4 separate regions of the Mus musculus genome follow, and regions 2, 3 and 4 are each linked to region 1. Evidence: chromatin contacts called from public HiChIP or PLAC-seq and promoter capture Hi-C data. All regions are on one chromosome and are shown on one strand. Each heading gives the region's core, a stretch centred on a gene start, on an enhancer-like site or on the middle of the called end of the contact. The rest is flanking DNA. Distances are from core to core; before and after follow the strand shown. Region 1 holds the start of Tbc1d7 (TBC1 domain family, member 7). Region 2 overlaps Phactr1 (phosphatase and actin regulator 1). Region 3 has its middle 13 kb from the start of Gm32939. Region 4 holds the start of Rnf182 (ring finger protein 182).

Region 1 (4,555 bases), core at 967-3,466:
TTAAGACAAATCGAATATAAATCTGTACTGAAGGATTATCTTCCACAAAAGAAAATCATAACCAGGGGTCTTGCACAGTTTACCTAGAAACCACGGTGCTATGTCTAGAAATTGAGATGAAATATATAAGCTTAATAAAAAAATAGAATCAATTTATTTTTAAATGAATTGAAGGTGCCTTATTATTTATCCCCTGGCTGCCCTAGAACTCTTCATTAAGACCAGGGTGCCCTTGGAGTCAAAGATCCCCCTGCCTCTGCTTCCACACTGCCAGGATAAATGTTTTCCACCACCACACTAAGCAATGTCTGCTTTTTACGAAGCTTTATAACAACCTTCTGCCTCTCAATGAATCTGAAAAATCTTCAATTTTCCTTAAACTACACCACTCTGATTACACACACACACACACACACACACACACACACACACCAAGTAATAAGTACTGCTTTGAGTCTTTTGCAGAAATATTTACCTGGTAACTTTGAACTAATGAACATATGCAGCTGAGACTCACCCAAACGGTCATCTTTCAGGAGGATTTCCAGTGATTTCTTTTCTTCGACACCACGAAACCCGACTTTCTCATAGTAGACTGATCGAAAGTTCCTCTGAGAGTCGTCAGTCATGTTTCATCCTTGGAGGGATTTTTTTTAGGTGAGCCTAAAACCAAAGAAAGAAGAATTGGGAAGGACATTAGGTGATTTTTCTCGGCCTTTTCAATAAGTCAAATATGATAAATTGCCTGGCCCTAAGCAAGGAGCATTAAATCTTTGGATCCACACAACCCTATCCCACCTTCCTAATGCAACTTGGCCAAAGATATAGATATGAAGATATAGGTCAGCTGCCCTCCAAGCTACTAAAATAGGTAGCACAGAGGGGGCCTCTAGGGTTCCTTCTTATAAGAACCCCTGGCACAATGAAATACCTTGTTCTCATGAATGAACAAAATACAAATGAACAAATAAGATGAATTAGAAAAGCTGGCAGGATATGTTATATAAATGGGGCTAACCAGTGGTGTGTACTAATTCTGCTTCCAGTTTTACAACTAAGGTCTCACTAAGTAGCCCAGGCTGGCCTCAAACTCTCTGCCTCCTAGGTGCGGGGGGTAAAAGGTGTGGACCACGGCTTCTGGTCCAAGATAGGTATGTTTTAAAATAAGAGGAGACATCCAAAATATTAACAAGTTATTCAGTTAGTAAAATTCTAGGTGACCTTAATTTCCTTTTTTGTTTGTTTGTTTGTTTTGGTTTGGTTTTTGTTTTGTTTTGCTTAGCTGTCCTCTCGAAAATAGGCATTTGGAGAAATTAGAAGGGGGTGGAGGGAAGCCCTAAGTCCTGCCCTTATTTTTCTTCCTATAAACACAATTCTACCAAGTTTTGTATTATCAAAATACAAAACTCCAACAGAGAAAAAGCATTAAAGTATAACCAGAAGACGGCTAAAAATCTGGCAAGAGCACTCAAATCATCTCAGAGAATACATAATTCTTTCAGAACAGTCTTTGTGATATTAATGGTAAACCAAAAGAAAAGATCAAACTAGGTTTAGTGACTAGGCACTAAAGATGCAAACATTCTTCCAAAGAATAAAGTCCTCAGCTACTAAAAGCCCCCGAGACGTCCCCAGATAACCAGGGGAGTTTGGACTTCTTGTTGGGAGTTAGATATCTGAACAGCTTCTGTTATGGGGAAGATTGCAATTCATTTTTGAAAAAAGCTATTTAGAATTTAGAATTGCCTTTAAAGAGTTCCACGGCCTCTTCATAGCTGTTAAAAAAAAAAAACCCAAAGATTAAAATGCAATCTGTAGTTTGAGGGCTCTTTTGGTTTTTGTATTTTTAAGCATTCGCTGCCCCTGTCGTCTATCGACAGCATTCCTGGGACTGCACTGTGATGGCACAGGAGTCGCCCTGAAAGATGCGCTGTCAAATCTTGCCCAGGTGACTCCACCTGCGGGAAAGGTGCCCACAACCCAGTGAAGCCCCAGGCCCCGCTCTCCCGGTATGCACGCTTCACCTCGAGTAGAGCAAACACACCCGGCTCAGACTCAGAGATCCGGGAGGCGGCGGAGAACCGGCCCGGCAACGCTGTGCTACCGGCAGGCAGACGGAACCATAAGCGTCAGGGCCGAGCGAGCGAGGGGAGCGATGCCATGAGACACCCGGCCCGGCCCTCTCCGCCTCTAACTCCCGCCGCCGGACGTGACGTCGCCCCGGATGCGCGTGCGCAGAGGACATCTGCTGGGAGTCCCACCCACACGTGGATGTTAACCGGGTGAAGCTGAAGCCCTGAGAGGTGGTAGCGGCCGAGTCTGTGCGCCCTTGAGTATCCACGTCTGTCCCTCTCACCTCGATCCCGAAACCCTGGTGATCGTCTCCCCTTCGTTCAGAGTGCTTGCTTAGGGCACTCTTCTGCCCCGTGGAAACCGGGATCCCTCAGGCGGTGTTTCTTCCACCTCGCCCGGTGGAAAATCGGAAACGAGCCTTTGCTAATCGATTGGGCTGCACTTCTTCTTCCAAACGTTCCAAGTGACCATGAGAAAGCAAATCAGTTAAGTCCTCAGCTATTAAAAACTGAGTGATGGGCAGGAGAGATAGCTCGACAATTAAGAGCACTTACGGCTTTTGTACAGAACCCGGGTTCAAATCCCAGCACTCACGTGGTGATTCACAACCATCAATAACTCCAGTTGCAGGAATTCCAAACTACCCCTTCTGATTTCTGCCAGTACGGGGCACGCGCATGGTGCTCATGCACGCAGACAAAACCTTTATACACAAATATTTAAAACTTAAAAACAAAAACTTATTGGTCCCCCAATGATCAAGGAGGGATAAGCAAAACCATTTGTTCATCGTTTACTGTGCAAAGGGGCAGTTGCTGCCATTTGCCTTTTGGCAGCTACTCAGACCTAGAATGCCAAGCGCGCAGTCAGTTAAGGCTGCTTGCTTGGGGAAGCTGCGAGCCGCTGGACAGAACTGGGGCATCCTGTGTGATTTGTCACGGAGAGCATGTTCTTTGTCCATCCCCAGGTGGCACTGAGTTGGAAGCAAGGACTGAATTAGGGAACTATTAGGAAGATATAGCTGTCTGGGACGGACTACTGATTCGTTTTTTGGATTGTTAGTGCCAATCTGGCTCACTCACATTGTAAGCCCTTCCTCCCGAGGTCTCTTCAAGTATTTTTATCACAGTAACAAGCCAAGGAGGTAACACGGCCGCAGTGAGGCGCTGTCCCCATGAGTGTTGGGAAATTACTGCAGAGAAAGCAGTACCTGGGCCGGAGAGTTAGGGATTTTTAAGGCTGTGAGTGAGTGCAGCTAGTGGTGAAGTCACATGCTGAGCTGGCTAATCTTACCTCAACCTGACACAAGCTAGAGTGACTGAAAGGAGGAAGCCTCAAATGAGAAGACACCTCCATGAGACCCAGCTTTTTCTTAATTAGTGATTGATGGAGGGTCCAGCCTATTGTGGTGGCCCCGGGTTCTGTAAGAAAGCAGGCTGAGCAAGTCATGGGGAGCAAGGCAGTAAGCAGCATCCCTCCATGGCCTCCGCACCAGCTCCTACCTCTGGGTTCCTACCCTATTTGAGTTCCTGTCCTGACTTCCTCCAGTGATGAACAGGTCTGTTGAAGTGTAAGCCTCATAAACCCTTTCCTCCCCAACTTGCTTTTTGGTCAGGCTGTTTCATCACCGCAATAGAAACCCTCAGATAGCATACAAAAGGGCCTGGGTCCACGCCAATTGCCACTTTTTAAAGTACTCACTAAATCATAATGGCAGGAAATGACAACCTGGACATGTGTGTATGAAATGGAAGTCATAGCATATTTGAGACTCCACTCCAGTCTGGGCATGTCATGGGGCACAAACAAAAGGAGAAAGTAAAACGGTTTGAGAATTGACTGTTAACATTCAGTTGTGGGAAGGCTGGGCTCTATGTGGTTGCATTTGCAAGCAGCACCCAGAAGCTGCTGCGGGTTGTATGTCCATGTCAAAGTGAAGGGCGGAGGTGTGAAGGTGCCTCGAAAATGAATTCTAGGATGCTTAATCAAATCTTAAGCAGAATGCACGTCAGGGATCCCCACCACAAACGTGGCATTTTACCAGCCCGGCAGCCCCAGGAACCCAGTACCCTGTAATTCTCAATAGAAACAGCAGAGGGCAGCAACAGCAGTGAGTTCAGATAGGCGGCACATTGTCCTGTAAAGGGGAAAACCAAACTGCCAAGGCAGGCTGGGGATTTTGTCTCCACCAACCCAGTAGGCCACAGGTCCGTCCTCACCTTGCAGGTAGAAGTTCCTGAACAAAGCATAAAAGGACCTCTGTTCACCAAGCAGAAAGGACACAGAATGTCCCCGAGAGGCTCATGTGTGTGGATGTTTACCCCACAGTTGGAGGTATGGTCTAGGGGAGGTTTCAGACCTGGAAAGGTGGAGCCTTTTGTGCAGAGGGGATTTTTGAGATTGGAGGTAGGGTAGAGATGGGTGTTTGATCTTCAACTGGAAACTGTAAGATACGGTTCGTGTTGATTAGCTGAAATACATT
Region 2 (4,062 bases), core at 1,539-4,038, 350 kb before region 1:
AGCAACCCCCATCCTGCCCCCTAGCGACACTCTCCCTCCAGCAAGGCTGCAACACACACACCTCCCAAAACAGTGTCACCAACTGGGGACCAAGCATTCAAAGGCCTGAGATTATTTGACGGAACATTTTTCCTTCAAACCTCCACAGGTAGAGACACACTCCTCCCAGAGGCGAGGGAGGGGGCAGGGTAGGGGCGGGGTGCCTTAAATGTCCCTCAGTTAGATTACTGGGCTGGTGAGGAGGCCCCCATCTGTCCTTGTAAATGGCAGAATGATAAACACATTATGCACGGCATGCTGGGAGAATCACAAATGTAAACGGTGTAGGATACTTGTGCCTGGCACCGGGTTCTAACCCTTTCCCATGCAAGAACAAAGCTAAAGGGCTTCTGTGAGTTCACTCAAATGTTTGTGCCCTACGACCATACATGGCATCAATAAGTGTCGGCTGATAGGCAAAGCCACCTTCCTTCAACCGGGTGCAACCTTCCACACTTCAAGTCCTGAGCTCATAAACTCATTTATTTTAAAAAATGAGGTAAATGAAAGATGTGATCAAAGCTTTATTACAATAGAAAAATCTTCTGAGGCTCCGTTTTCCAAGTACCCTGAAACTGCCGGGGCTGGGTTGGCGCTGGGCTGCCTGAGGTCTTGCAAGCATTTTCTCTCCTGCACCAGGACCACGGCCATCTTGCCACGGTCCTCACCGGCAACCGCTGTGCTCCTGCCCCCTGCATTTCCCAGATCCACCACCAGAGGGAGACTTTCACCTCTATTCGCCCAGCAACCTTGAAGTAACAGGTTTCACTTGGCGCACGCCTTTTTTTTTTTTTTTTTCCCATTTTTTATTAGGCATTTAGCTCATTTACATTTCCAATGCTATACCAAAAGTCCCCCATACCCACCTCCCCCCACTCCCCTACCCACCCACTCCCCCTTTTTGGCCCTGGCGTTCCCCTGTACTGGGGCATATAAAGTTTGCAAGTCCAATGGGCCTCTCTTTGCAGTGATGGCCGACTAGGCCATCTTTTGATACATATGCAGCTAGAGACAAGAGCTCCGGGGTACTGCTTAGTTCATATTGTTGTTCCACCTATAGGGCTGCAGTTCCCTTTAGTTCCTTGGGTGCTTTCTCTAGTTCCTCCATTGGGGGCCCTGTGGTCCATTCAATAGCTGACTGTGAGCATTCACTTCTGTGTTTGTTAGGCCCTGGCATAGTCTCACAAGAGACAGCTATATCTGGGTCCTTTCAGCAAAATCTTGCTAGTGTATGCAATGGTGTCAACGTTTGGAAGCTGATCATGGGATGGATCTCTGGATACAGCAATCACTAGATGGTCCATCCTTTCGTCACACTTCCAAATTTTGTCTCTGTAATTCCTTCCATGGGTGTTTTGTTTCCTATTCTAAGAAGGGGCAAAGTGTCCACACTTTGGTCTTTGTTCTCTTGAGTTTAATGTGTTTAGCAAATTGTATCTTATATCTTGGGTATCCTAAGTTTCTGGGCTAATATCCACTTATCAGTGAGTACATATTGTGAGAGTTCCTTTGTGATTGGGTTACCTCACTCAGGATTATGCCCTCCAGGTCCATCCATTTGGCTAGGAATTTCATAAATTCATTCTTTTTAATAGCTGAGTAGTACTCCATTGTGTAAATGTACCACATTTTCTGTATCCATTCCTCTGTTGAGGGGTATCTGGGTTCTTTCCAGCTTCTGGCTATTATAAATAAGGCTGCTATGAACATAGTGGAGCATTTGTCCTTCTTACCGGTTGGGGCATCTTCTGGATATATGCCCAGAAGAGGTATTGCTGGATCTTTCGGTAGTACTATGTCCAATTTTCTGAGGAACCGCCAGACTGATTTCCAGAGTGGTTGTACAAGCTTGCAATCCCACCAACAATGGAGGAGCGTTCCTCTTTCTCCACTTTAATCCCAGCACTTGGGAGGCAGAGACAGGTGGATTTCTGAGTTCGAAGTCAGCCTGGTCTACAAAGTGAGTTCCAGAACAGCCAGGGCTATACAGAGAAACCCTGTCTCGGAAAAAAAAAAAAAAAAAAAGAAAGAAAGAAAGAGAAAGAGAAAGAGAAAGAGAAAGAGAAAGAGAAAGAGAAAGAGAAAGAGGAGAAGGAGAAGGAGAAGGAGAAGGAGAAGGAGAAGGAGAAAGAGAAAGAGAAAGAAAGAGAAAGAAAGAGAAAGAGAAAGAGAAAGAGAATGAGAAAGAGAAAGAGAAAGAGAAAGAGAAAGAGAAAGAGAAAGAGAAAAAGAAAAAGAGGAAAAACCCCAGCCCTTGCCTTCATGCACGGGGTCATACTTGACCTATAACTTGATTCGTGCAATTTCTTGCCTCTCGCCAACCTCCCTTCTCATTACTTCCTCATCCCCAGGACAAACTTATTCCCTGTTAGAGGCCTTCCTTCACTGACTAGGGCGATCTTCCCCCAGAGGGAGAAAGAGAGAGAACTATCGAGCTAACACCTCCACTCCACTTCAGAAATCTGTAAGACCTCACCTTCAAAATGAGGCATATGTAAATCACTGGCTTTGAAAATTAAAACTACCCGCCATACTTTCAGTCCTTCAACCCCCTTTAGTTGTCTTTAATACCCTCTCCCCACACCCCGTAACCTCTTGGCTATTCCATGTTCTGGGGTTTATTTGTTTTCATTTAGTTTGGGTTGGCCTGTACTTGCAGGCTGCCATCTGCGGCAGTGGTACACAGACACACTGTGACTGTCATGCCAGGGTCGTGGGAGCATTCAGCTCCTCACACGAGGCATTTGTTTGTGCTGAGAACATCCAGAGTTCTCTTGGCAGCAGTTTTGAAATACACAGTGCCCTATTGTTAATCACAGCCAATCGTCCCTGCAAATGACGATCGGGTCACCTCTCCCTATCTGTGCAGCCAGAAAAGCCAGAGCTCACTCCCGTTCCCGACTGTAACTTGTGTATTATCCACTACCTGCCCCCCACCTCCCACTCCCTCACGAAGGCCTGATGGGACTGCCTATCTGCTGCTGCAGCCCAACTGCTGATAGTGATGTATGGCCCACACTGAGGCTCAGTTCTTTTTTTTCTTATGTGTAGCAGGGGAGGGGTGAGTACATGTGTACATGTGCATGCTCACGTATGCCTGCCCGCAGAGAGACGAGAGGTCAACCTCACAGTGTCTTCCTCTACCTCTCTTTGCCTTATGCTTCAACCGGCTTGTTCACTGAACCTGGCGCTCACTGCTTCAGCTAGACTGGCATCCTCCTGTCTCTGTGCCCCAGAGTTGGCGTTGCAGACCTGTGTGACTGAGCTGGTGTTTAGCGAAGGTGCTGAGTATCTGAACCTGCATACACACACACACACACACACACACACACACACACACACACACACACGCTTGCAGAGTAAGCGACGACCCCATTCACCCCACCCCCCACCTTCCAATACTATTTCTTGATGGCCGATAGAAACCCTATCTTCATTCCTTGAAATAAAAGCTCGAGAAGAATTTTTCTAAATCAGGCAGCTACGTCCTTGTTTTACCTGCTTTTCAAGGGAACCTTTAAAAAGATGTGTTTTGCACTTGGTCATCCATATTCATTGTAGTTCCCTTCTTCAAAGCCGGAAATTGGAAACAGCATAGACGTCCATCAACTGGAGAATGGAAAAAGGGGGCTCTTTTGACATATTCTTGTCTAACCTTTCACTCACCCTGCCTGAACAAGCCATTTGCCAGGCTCAGGACTCTCAGCTGCTCTAACAGCACATGGAACATGTGGGCGAGGGGTGGGGGTGAATAACGTGAGGAGTGTCATCCATTTTACAGGTCACATGATTGTTCAGCGAAACCGGAAGTTATTTAAAGCTTAAGCACCCTTTCTAGAACTTTGCATTTCATACTTTAGTACCATGCTTGGCTGCAGGGAACTGGAATGTCAGGCAGTTAAAACTCAGCTAGAAGCAGAGTCCAGGACCTTGAGAGGTGAAAGGGGTGTACATAGCTCCTCGCTGAGCCAGACAAGGCCCTGTGGCTCCAGCGGCTGTTTTATAACAGACAAACAGTGCAAT
Region 3 (4,551 bases), core at 928-3,427, 330 kb after region 1:
CATAGCCGGCGCGGGCGTGGTGGCACACGCCTTTGATCCTAGCACTTGGGAGGCAGAGGCAGGTGAATTTCTGAATTTGAGGCCAGCTTGGTCTACAGAGTGAGTTCCAGGATAGCCAGGGCTACACAGAGAAACCCTGTCTTGGGGGGGAAAAACCCACAAAAACAAGAATGGCTCCCATAGATTGAAGTATTTGAATGCTTAGGGAGTGGTATTGGGTGTGGCCTTGTTGAGGTGGGTGTGGCTTTGTTGGAGGAAATGTGTCACTGGGGTTGGGCTTTGGGATTTCAGAAGCCCAAGCTAGGCTCAGTGTCCTCTCTCTCTCTTCCCGCTGCCTGCCAATCCGATGTAAACCTCTCAGCTTCCTGTCCAGCACTATGTGTGCCGCCATGCTTCCCAGCGTGATGACAATGGACTAAATCTCTGAACTGTAAACCCTAATTAAAAGCTGCTGGGGTTGTCTGCGGTTATAGCGTCTCTTCACAGCACTAGAACTCCGACTAAGACGACTTGTAAAGGAGCGTACTTGACAACCTAAACAAAGCCAGCTCCCTTTTCACTTTTAAGGATTTTAATACACGATTGTTCCCGATTCTAAGTGAGACATCAACATTTATTAAGAACATGACAGTGCCTCTTCAGAGTCAATCTGGAAGTACTTAACTAATTGGAATCTAGTTTAATGTGCTAGAATGAATTTTCCTAGAAATAATTTGATAATTCATACACTTTTAAAGGTGATATAAAGTCTAGCCCCCTCTTGAAACACCTACCCTTGCAACTAAGCTGAATTAATTAGGTTTCATTTTTGAAAAATCAAACTTTGACTCTTACTATATAGTTATTAAAATATTGATCAAACCCTTAGCAAAGAGAGTTTCTCTGACTCCTTTCTTGCCTCAATCCCTCCATCTGTATAATGGGTATGTTAGGCAGTTATAGGCAGGATCAACACTTATGGCTGAAATTTTATTAATCTAGGACTGGGGAGATGGCTCAGTGGGCAACATTCTTGCTGTAGAAGTTTGATGGTGTGAGTTTGAATTCCCACAGGCAAAATTTAAAAGCTATATACAGTAGAGTAGTGAATTTATCTGTAATCTTTGGGCTCCTATCCGGAAGTTCATAGGCCATCTAGCCTCTAGCACTTGAGGATCAGCTCTGACCTCCAAACTTTGTGTATTGTGGCATATGGTGTGCCACACCCACAAACATACCTCTCTCTCCCTCTCTCTCTCTCTCTCTCTCCCTCTCTCTCTCTCTCTCTCTCTCTCACACACACACACACACACACACTCTCTCTCTCTCTCTCTCTCTCTCTCCCTCTCTCTCTCTCTCTCTCTCTCTCTCTCTCACACACACACACACACACACACACACACACACACACACACACAAACAAGAGAACTCTGTGCAGTTGAGGACACCATTCCCAACCATGTGTCTCTTGACTCCTCTTCTGCATGCAGAGTTTCTGCCCTAATTAAATGAGTTGTACACAGGTCAGGAGAGAGACCACGCCCGGCACAGGAGAAGCACCGTTGACGTGTTTAATAACTTTAATGGATAAGGTCTTGACTCAAGGGAGTACTGCCCCCGCATAAATATTACAATATATGCCAAGATAAACGAATTTGAGCCTAGCATGGTGAGGTTTACCTGTAGTCCCAGCACGTAGAAGGCTAAAGCAGGAAGACTGCAAATTCAAGAGCAGCCTGGTCTCCATAGCAAGATTGTCCTCATATAAACAAGGCAAATGGATTTAAGAGGGTGGTAGGAGAAACGTCCTTTCTTCCACCACCCGGGAGCGAACTGATTTGGTAAATAATAATTATAATCACAGTCTTCCTTTTGGAAAGCTACAAAGGGAACCGATACAAAGACAAGAGGTAATCTAGCCTAATGCTAGACACAGGAATGTGACTCCCCAGAGAGCCGGGTTAGCGAGGCGAGGCAGGCGAGTCTGCTCTGGTATCACCAGCTGCGAGGCTTCACCTAGAGAGACTTCTTTAGTGTTATGGGGAAGGGGGGGACTGCGGATGACAAGACCCAGCTGTGGTGAGGGCAGGGAGAGGCAAGGCTCACAAAACTCAGGCCTCCTTGCTGCCACTGTTCGATCGGATCTGCCGCTGCTGGCCGCTGCCTCTTCATCGGATTACCATTGTTTCAAACCACACTCCGCCACTCCCCCCTCCCCCCTTCCCTGGGCAACCGCTTCCTTCTGGAGGACGCTCACCCTGTCGCCATGGCTATCACCTTCGTGGACTTAATTCGCAGTGTTTTATTCAGAATCCTTCACTTGGCCTATTCTGAGACTCGCCTCCCTGAGCCAGGCTTAGGAGAAAGACCAAAAGAGATGGAAACCCAGTCACACTGGTCATTTGGTAATAATTAGCATCGGCGCCTGTCTCTTGGGAGGAGCAAAATTAGGCGATTCATTTCTCATAATATGGTTTTGCTATGCGGTTCTTGCTGAAACATAAATGTCTTCAGGCACATTAAAAACATGCATCCTGGATTTTTCTTTGCCTCCTGTTTAGCTCTGCGTTGCAATTTTTAAGGTCTAAACGTTAGTTGCTGCCTTACTTGGTCATTTTTTCTTTCAGGTAGCATTCGCACACAGTTGCCTGGATTGTTGTTGTTGTTCGTTTGTTTGTTTTGAGGAAGGAGTGTACTGACACACATCACGTTGGGTGGAGACAAAGGAGAAAAATCATGACGGACCCTCAAGAACCATCCGAGATTGTCAGAGAAATACAGAAAAGGCGGAGTCATGGTTTGAGTGTCAACTTTTCCCCATCGGCTCAGGTGTTGATTGCTTGGCTCCCTGATGCTGATGCTATTTTTGGGGGGATAGATTGAGATTTGGGCTGTGTGGGCCTGGGAGAGAGCACCTCTGGTGGAGGGGCTTGTTGCCAAGCCTGGTAACCTGAGGTTGAACCTCCAGTTTCACAGGATGGAAGGAGAGAACTACCTGTAAGGGGTCCTCTAACTTCCTACAAAGATGTATCTACCCACCCCGACACCCACCACACACATATCCTGTCCACTCACCACGCGTGCATACACACTAAAAGGAATTTTGTCATTTAAAAAATTTAAAAATACAATGATTAAAATAAGCTTTGGACAATAGGGCCAAGGTTGAAGTAGTGGGTTACTGAGGGAAGTCAGTCACTAGGGGGTGTGTCCTAGTGGTGAGGTGGCCTCAGTGTCTTGGCTTCTCCCTCCCACTCCCCCCACCCCCCTCTCAGCTTTCTGTCACCAGGAGCTGAACAGACTCCTGCACACATTACTGTGGCCACGGCCCAGTATCAGGAGCGCAAGACCATGGACAGAACTCTCCGAACCTGTGAGCCAATCAATAGATCTTTCTTTCTTCTCTCACATATTGTGATCATAAGTACTGCAAAAAGAAAAAGAAAAGAGGTGTTTAAGTGGAAGGTGATAGGTCTCATAACACAGATAAAGGCTACAGGTATACCCAAAGTATCATACTTTTCTAGCATAGTCTGTGCTGGCTCACTTTTGTCAACTCAACACAAGCTAGGGTCACTTGAGAACGCCTCCATCAGACTGGCCTACAAGCATTCTATGAGCATGCCTCCATCAGACTGGCCTGCAAGCATTCTGTGAGCATGCCTATGGGGTAGTTTCTTGAATAATGATTGCCATGGGCGGGTCCAGCCCACTATTGAGGATCCCACCCCTGGGCAGCTGGTCCTGGATTCTATAAAAAAGCAGGCTGAGCAAACCAGAATGCAGCATTAAACACCATACCACCACCACACCACCCTGCCCCCAACAGCCTCTGATTCAGTGTCTGCCTCCAGGTTCCTGCTTGAGTGCCTGACTTTCCTCCATGACAAACTGTAAGCTTTAAGAGGAAAGAAGCCCTTTCCTCCCCAGGTTGCTTTTGGCCATGGTATTTTATTACAGCGGCTGACAATCAACTAGAACAAGGAAACTCCCAGCACAGAAAATTAGAACAAAACCAAACCAGAAAAATCTCAGAGTGCTCTGTGTGCATGTATGGGTATGTATGTATATGTGTTCATGTATATATGTGCATGTGTGTATGTATGCATGTGTACATATGTATGTACATGTATATATGCATATATGTGTGTGTGTGTGTGTGTGTGTGTGTGTGTGTGTGTGTGTGTGTGTGTGAAATGATTCTCTAGGTACCATATGAAGGAACTTAAGACCCCCAATTTTTTTTACTCCATACAGAGTCAGGTCCAATTAAAAAGTATAACAAAATCAAATAAGTGTCAGCAGAATAGAATGTACTGTCAACCATACACAGGTTCAAGTGTCATTTGTGACATGCGAACTTTTCCCCCATAGCCCCTAGGTATACACAATTACTACAGATTGAGTAAGTGTGGATGGAGACTCATTGGTCATTTCCAAACAACATCATGAAGCCCTTTCAGAATGACTTCCACCATTAAGCAATGCTTAAGAGGAAATGTGCACATCTCTTGGTACGTTTAATGGGGTGTGAGGTTGGCCCACTTACAGTCTTAGAAAACCTTTGCTTAT
Region 4 (4,288 bases), core at 1,307-3,806, 440 kb after region 1:
CTCCCCTCCTTCCTTTTTTTCACCTCTTTCGCTTGTATTATAACAAAATATTCAAGGCTGGCAACTTTATAATGGAAAGAGGTTTATTTGGGCCCAAGGTTTTACCAAGTACGGTGCTAGCCCTAGCCTCTGGCAAGAGCATGCGCAAGGCATCACCTGCTATGGTGAGAGAGGAAGCATGAGAGGGGCGGGGCCAGTCTCACTTTCCTACTGCAGGAGCACTAATCCCTTTATGAAGGACAATTACAACACACTCACCTCTCAGCTTCACCGCTTAAAGGTCCTGAAATCTCTCAATGCCATTACACTGTAGGTCTTCGTGGAGCTGGGGGTAGGGTAGGGGTGGGGAACTTTACCCCCAGACCACAGAACTCTCTATTTTAGATAGCTATGGAGAAACTTTATACAGACTAGGTTCACGCTACGCTTGTATTTTTTTTTTTTTAAACTGCATCCCCCTCTCTCTGTATAGCTCCCTCTGATGTTGCTTCTCTTTCTCCTCTCTTCTTTTTTTTTTTTTTTTAAAGATTTATTTATTTATTATATGTAAGTACATTGTAGCTGTCTTCAGACACTCCAGAAGAGGGAGTCAGATCCCGTTATGGATGGTTGTGAGCCACCATGTGGTTGCCGGGACCTGAACTCTGGACCTTCGGAAGAGCAGTCGGGTGCTCCAACCCACTGAGCCATCTCACCAGCCCCGCTTGTATTTTTTACACATCATGTATTTGAGGTTTTTGATGATGGAAAAGAGAATAATAGTCACTCAATAAAAACAGCAACTGCAATACAATCTCACAAAAACTATGGCGCTGTACTGCAGGTGTCCACAACATTGTTCTTTCAACAGGAAGTTGAATATGTATTTATTGTATGTTTTATTATTTTTAATTTATTTTATTTTTAAATTTATTCTTAGTGGCAACATTTGGTACAGTGCAACCGTACCAAATTAATTTAACCAGATCACTGTTGGTCCACATATACTTTGTTTTAAATTTTTGCTGGTAGAAAAGTGGGGGTATGTTGCACTCTTGCATAGCTCTCATTATCTATTCATGGGTTTCTGTGTAACATTTCTTAGATTCAGATAGCTGGGAGAAACATACATGCACTTTGAGTTTTGATACATATCTTCAAATGACTTAATGGCGTGACAGAAAGATTTCGTTCTCTTGACTTCATCTGGAAGCACTGATCTTTTATTTATTTATTTATTTATTTATTTATTTATTTATTTATTTATTTGGTTTTTCCAGACAGAGTTTCTCTGTATAGCCCTGGCTGTCCTGGAACTCACTCTGTAGACCAGGCTGGCCTGGAACTCAGAAATCTGCCTGCCTCTGCCTCCAAAGTACTGGGATTAAAGGCGTGCACCCCCCCTCCCCCACCTACTGATCTTTTTATTTAAAAAAAAAAAAGTAGGCAACCTTCCTTAGGAGTGAAATGCTTTCATTTTAGTACATAAAATGGACCTTCTATTTTTATAAGTTAATACATGGAGCCTCCTCTATCGGTAACGTCTTTGTTTGTTTGTTTGTTTTGTTTTTCAGTAATGCTGTTGTTTCGGTGTGTCCTTCTCAGACAGCTTGAAAGCCCAGAAAACAATAGCTCTCCAGGGGGTTAGTTAGCATGTTAATGGGACTTCTTTGGTGATTCACAAATGCCAGGACAGTCCATGGCCTGCTCTTGAGGTCCAAAGGAAGACACTGTAGAATTTGGATTTAGTCACTGAACTTTCAAGAAAACATAGTATAGAGGAGTGACTCACCCAGGGGAGCTGCCCTCTAGCTCTGTCCTTTAAAAAAAAAAGCATGACCCAAGGCCTGCTGGTACTTTTCCCTCTTTCTCCAAAAATTTCCTCAGGAGAGGCTATCTAGACTCCCAAGGGAGCCTAGTTGCTTTCCTAAGGGTCAAGGTCGGCAGTATGCAGCTAGACGGTGGCTCTGTCACTTGGTGCCCATGGTGGATGCTTAGCAGTTGTAATCCGTCCCTAAGCAGTGTGGCAGTGTTTCACATTCACACTGAAGCCTGTGTGTAAAAGTTGCGGTTTAACATCTCGTATTTATCATCAGAAGTCAAGGCTCCCTTTCCCTCCCACGGGAGCCCCTGGCAAGGCAGGTGCTTGGCTTGATTGTGGGAGACCAGAAATGCAGCAGAGGCAAAGGTTGCGGTTGGTTGGTGGTGATTGTGGTGGTGGTGGTGGTGGTGGTGTCTGATGCAGCAGCCGCAACAGGAGCACGGAGTACCAGTTGCTCAAAGTGATAGTTTATCACTTTGTACTGTCCTTTCTTCTCCCTTAAGTGAATTTCCGTTTCGAGGGCAGAGCTTCATAAAAGAAAGATGTGGTGGTGACGGGGACCTTAGAGCTTTGGAATGTCCAGAGTAAGAAAGCAAAGCAGAGCCTGCACTGCAATAAGATTTGGCTCTGGGCTTAGGGCTCTCTGGAGCCTTCCTGTCTCTGGCAAGGGACTCTGAGACTCGGGAGTGTCTACACTGGCAGTGGCTCCGGGTGTTTGGGGGTGGGGTCCTTGTCTCCTCCACACTACCCAACTGCTGAGAAGAAGGGCGTGGGTCTCAGGGCTGGCGGGGTCCCGGACCGTGGTGCCTTAGGGGTTCAGGCTCTCGGCCGGCCCCGGCAGTGGCGGTTGCCATGGTGACGTAGGGTCGGCTGTGCGCCGTAGAGACAAAGCGGCCCGCCCGCCCGCGGCTCCCGAGCTCCTCCTCCGCCGCGCCTCCCTCAATCCCTGGCGCCGCCGCCGGAGTGGCTCTCGATCCTCCCATCGATCCTCCAGTCCGTCCTCCCACGGCCCCCGCCGCTGGTCAGGTAAGGCGCGCGCCAGTCCGCGCGGCCCAGGAAGGGTCCCCCGAGCGCGGGGTCCAGCCGCTGCGGGGTGTGCACCGGATGCCCTGCGGGGCTACCCTGATGCCACCCACCGTCACGGCCTCCCGGAGCCCCGGGAGCCCAGCACCCGTAGCAAACTTCGGGCCGCGCTCCGGGCGCAGAGCCCTCGACACCGCCTGATCTGTCCCGACCAAGTTGAGGGGCGGGCCGAGCCATACCCACCTGCCAGGTGTCTCTTTTTCCTTCCACCTCTCTCCTTCGCCTTTAGGAGGAAAAGAAGGAAACAAAATTACCCCAGGACTTTTGTGTTTCATGGTTAATTCCTTACAGAATAGGATAGGAGGTGCAAGGAGCAAATGAGAGGTTTCTTTCTTTCTTTTTCTTTCTTTCTTTCTTCTTCTTCTTTTTTAAATTTAACACAAATCTTTGAAAAGTCAGCTCCTTCTGACGCTTGTGGTCCACGCATTTAGAAGTGGTATCTGGAGTTCCTCTGGGTTTTGGATCTGAATCTGGAACTGCATGGTGGGAAAGAGTGCTCGGGCTCGTTTCTAGCCTTTCTAGAGCTGTTAGCTGGACCAGTACCTTGTTGGGGAGATACTTGGCACAGACATCGTTGCTATTGTTTTGGGAAGATATTGTGTTCACGCTCTAGGCAAGTGGAAAATGCCTTGTGTTTTTATGCAAGGGAGCCATCCAAAGCATCCTCGGAGGCAGGTGTCCAGGCAGTGTTTGCATCAGTGTTTATGTGTGCTGGCAAGGACTGAGATGCAGTTGCCAAGGGCATTGGGATACCTGATAGGAAACTGCTTAAGTTGTGGGTACCAGTCCCTTTCAGTGGCCACAAGCCAGCAGATCATTTCGTGATAGTTTGTTGCAGACACACACACACACACAAAATTTTTAAATGTGATAGTGAAGACTTTTTTGGGGGGGGAGAGCACTAGAAATGATATGTACTATTATGAGAGAAAGAAAACATGCTTTTCCGGGTTACAGGTGATCAGTTAAGGATATTATACATGTGCAGATGTTATTTTATTAATTGGGGACAGATGCTGTGTTGATAACTGGAAAATTACCCGCCTGATTAAGTTGTATAACTCAACTTAGAAAAATCATGTTTAAGTAGGTTAGAGAACGTTTTATGGAATGAAAGGAACTCTATTTTGTTTTTGTTAGCTCATATTATAGTTAATGAAACAGTAATACTGATTATTTTGAGTTGTGGTTAACTTGATTAGAATTCTGGGTATTGTAGCTACAGGAGGTGCCATCCCAGAGTGATTATTTAATATCCCCCAACCCCCTTGGGATTCCAACACCTGTTAGCTTGCTGATTGCTGGGTTCCTAAGCTTGTTCTCATGTGCCAACAATTTTGAGTAATGCCACTTCATTATAAGCCTGTATTGGAAACTAAAGGATTTACACTGCAGTAATTTTCA

Evidence for each region. Promoter capture Hi-C pulls out the DNA fragments that hold promoters and counts their contacts. HiChIP or PLAC-seq counts read pairs in DNA pulled down with a chosen protein or histone mark.
Region 2: a contact with region 1 is called in a promoter capture Hi-C map of hippocampal neurons, with 2.3 times the contacts expected there. The contact joins the enhancer-like site here to the promoter of Tbc1d7 in region 1. A contact is called at or near these places in 1 of 39 promoter capture datasets (hippocampal neurons), 5 of 484 Hi-C or Micro-C datasets (the P5424 cell line, neural progenitor cells, pancreatic cancer cells and 1 more) and 2 of 115 datasets of contacts at active chromatin or transcription factors (the NIH/3T3 cell line and craniofacial prominence).
Region 3: an H3K4me3 HiChIP or PLAC-seq map of craniofacial prominence shows a contact between it and region 1, with 3 times the contacts expected there. The contact joins the enhancer-like site here to the promoter of Tbc1d7 in region 1. A contact is called at or near these places in 4 of 39 promoter capture datasets (the 3T3-L1 cell line, embryonic stem cells, liver and 1 more), 2 of 484 Hi-C or Micro-C datasets (embryonic stem cells and nephron progenitors), 12 of 115 datasets of contacts at active chromatin or transcription factors (the 230-238 cell line, bone marrow-derived macrophages, craniofacial prominence and 7 more) and 1 of 9 other capture datasets (liver).
Region 4: a promoter capture Hi-C map of pre-B cells shows a contact between it and region 1, with 3 times the contacts expected there. The contact joins the promoter of Rnf182 here to the promoter of Tbc1d7 in region 1. A contact is called at or near these places in 11 of 39 promoter capture datasets (the 3T3-L1 cell line, the HPC-7 cell line, cranial neural crest and 7 more), 2 of 115 datasets of contacts at active chromatin or transcription factors (large pre-B cells and pro-B cells) and 2 of 9 other capture datasets (adipose tissue and liver).

Annotation. Positions count from the first base shown.
Region 1 is chr13:43,169,285-43,173,839 of GRCm38.p6, forward strand. It overlaps Tbc1d7 (TBC1 domain family, member 7), which reads right to left and starts at 2,217. Exons shown (of 8, transcript NM_001252639.1): 1 at 2,025-2,217; 2 at 518-663. The coding sequence starts at 629. It overlaps Gm40929 (a long non-coding RNA gene), which reads left to right and starts at 2,538. Exons shown (of 4, transcript XR_873309.3): 1 at 2,538-2,558; 2 at 4,300-4,407.
Region 2 is chr13:42,817,838-42,821,899 of GRCm38.p6, forward strand. The region is part of intron 3 of Phactr1 (phosphatase and actin regulator 1); the gene reads left to right. Among named protein-coding and RNA genes, the nearest start is that of Phactr1, 140 kb to the left of the region's middle. Within about 2 kb of position 2,789, at least 54 of the 459 cell types and tissues checked have an H3K27ac peak or open chromatin away from gene starts, as enhancers often do. A contact at or near this core is called in hippocampal neurons and neural progenitor cells, where this site is marked.
Region 3 is chr13:43,501,529-43,506,079 of GRCm38.p6, forward strand. No RefSeq gene overlaps it. Among named protein-coding and RNA genes, the nearest start is that of Gm32939, 13 kb to the right of the region's middle. Within about 2 kb of position 2,178, at least 118 of the 459 cell types and tissues checked have an H3K27ac peak or open chromatin away from gene starts, as enhancers often do. A contact at or near this core is called in the 230-238 cell line, craniofacial prominence and nephron progenitors, where this site is marked.
Region 4 is chr13:43,613,241-43,617,528 of GRCm38.p6, forward strand. Rnf182 (ring finger protein 182) reads left to right here and starts at 2,557. Exons shown (of 2, transcript NM_183204.4): 1 at 2,557-2,827.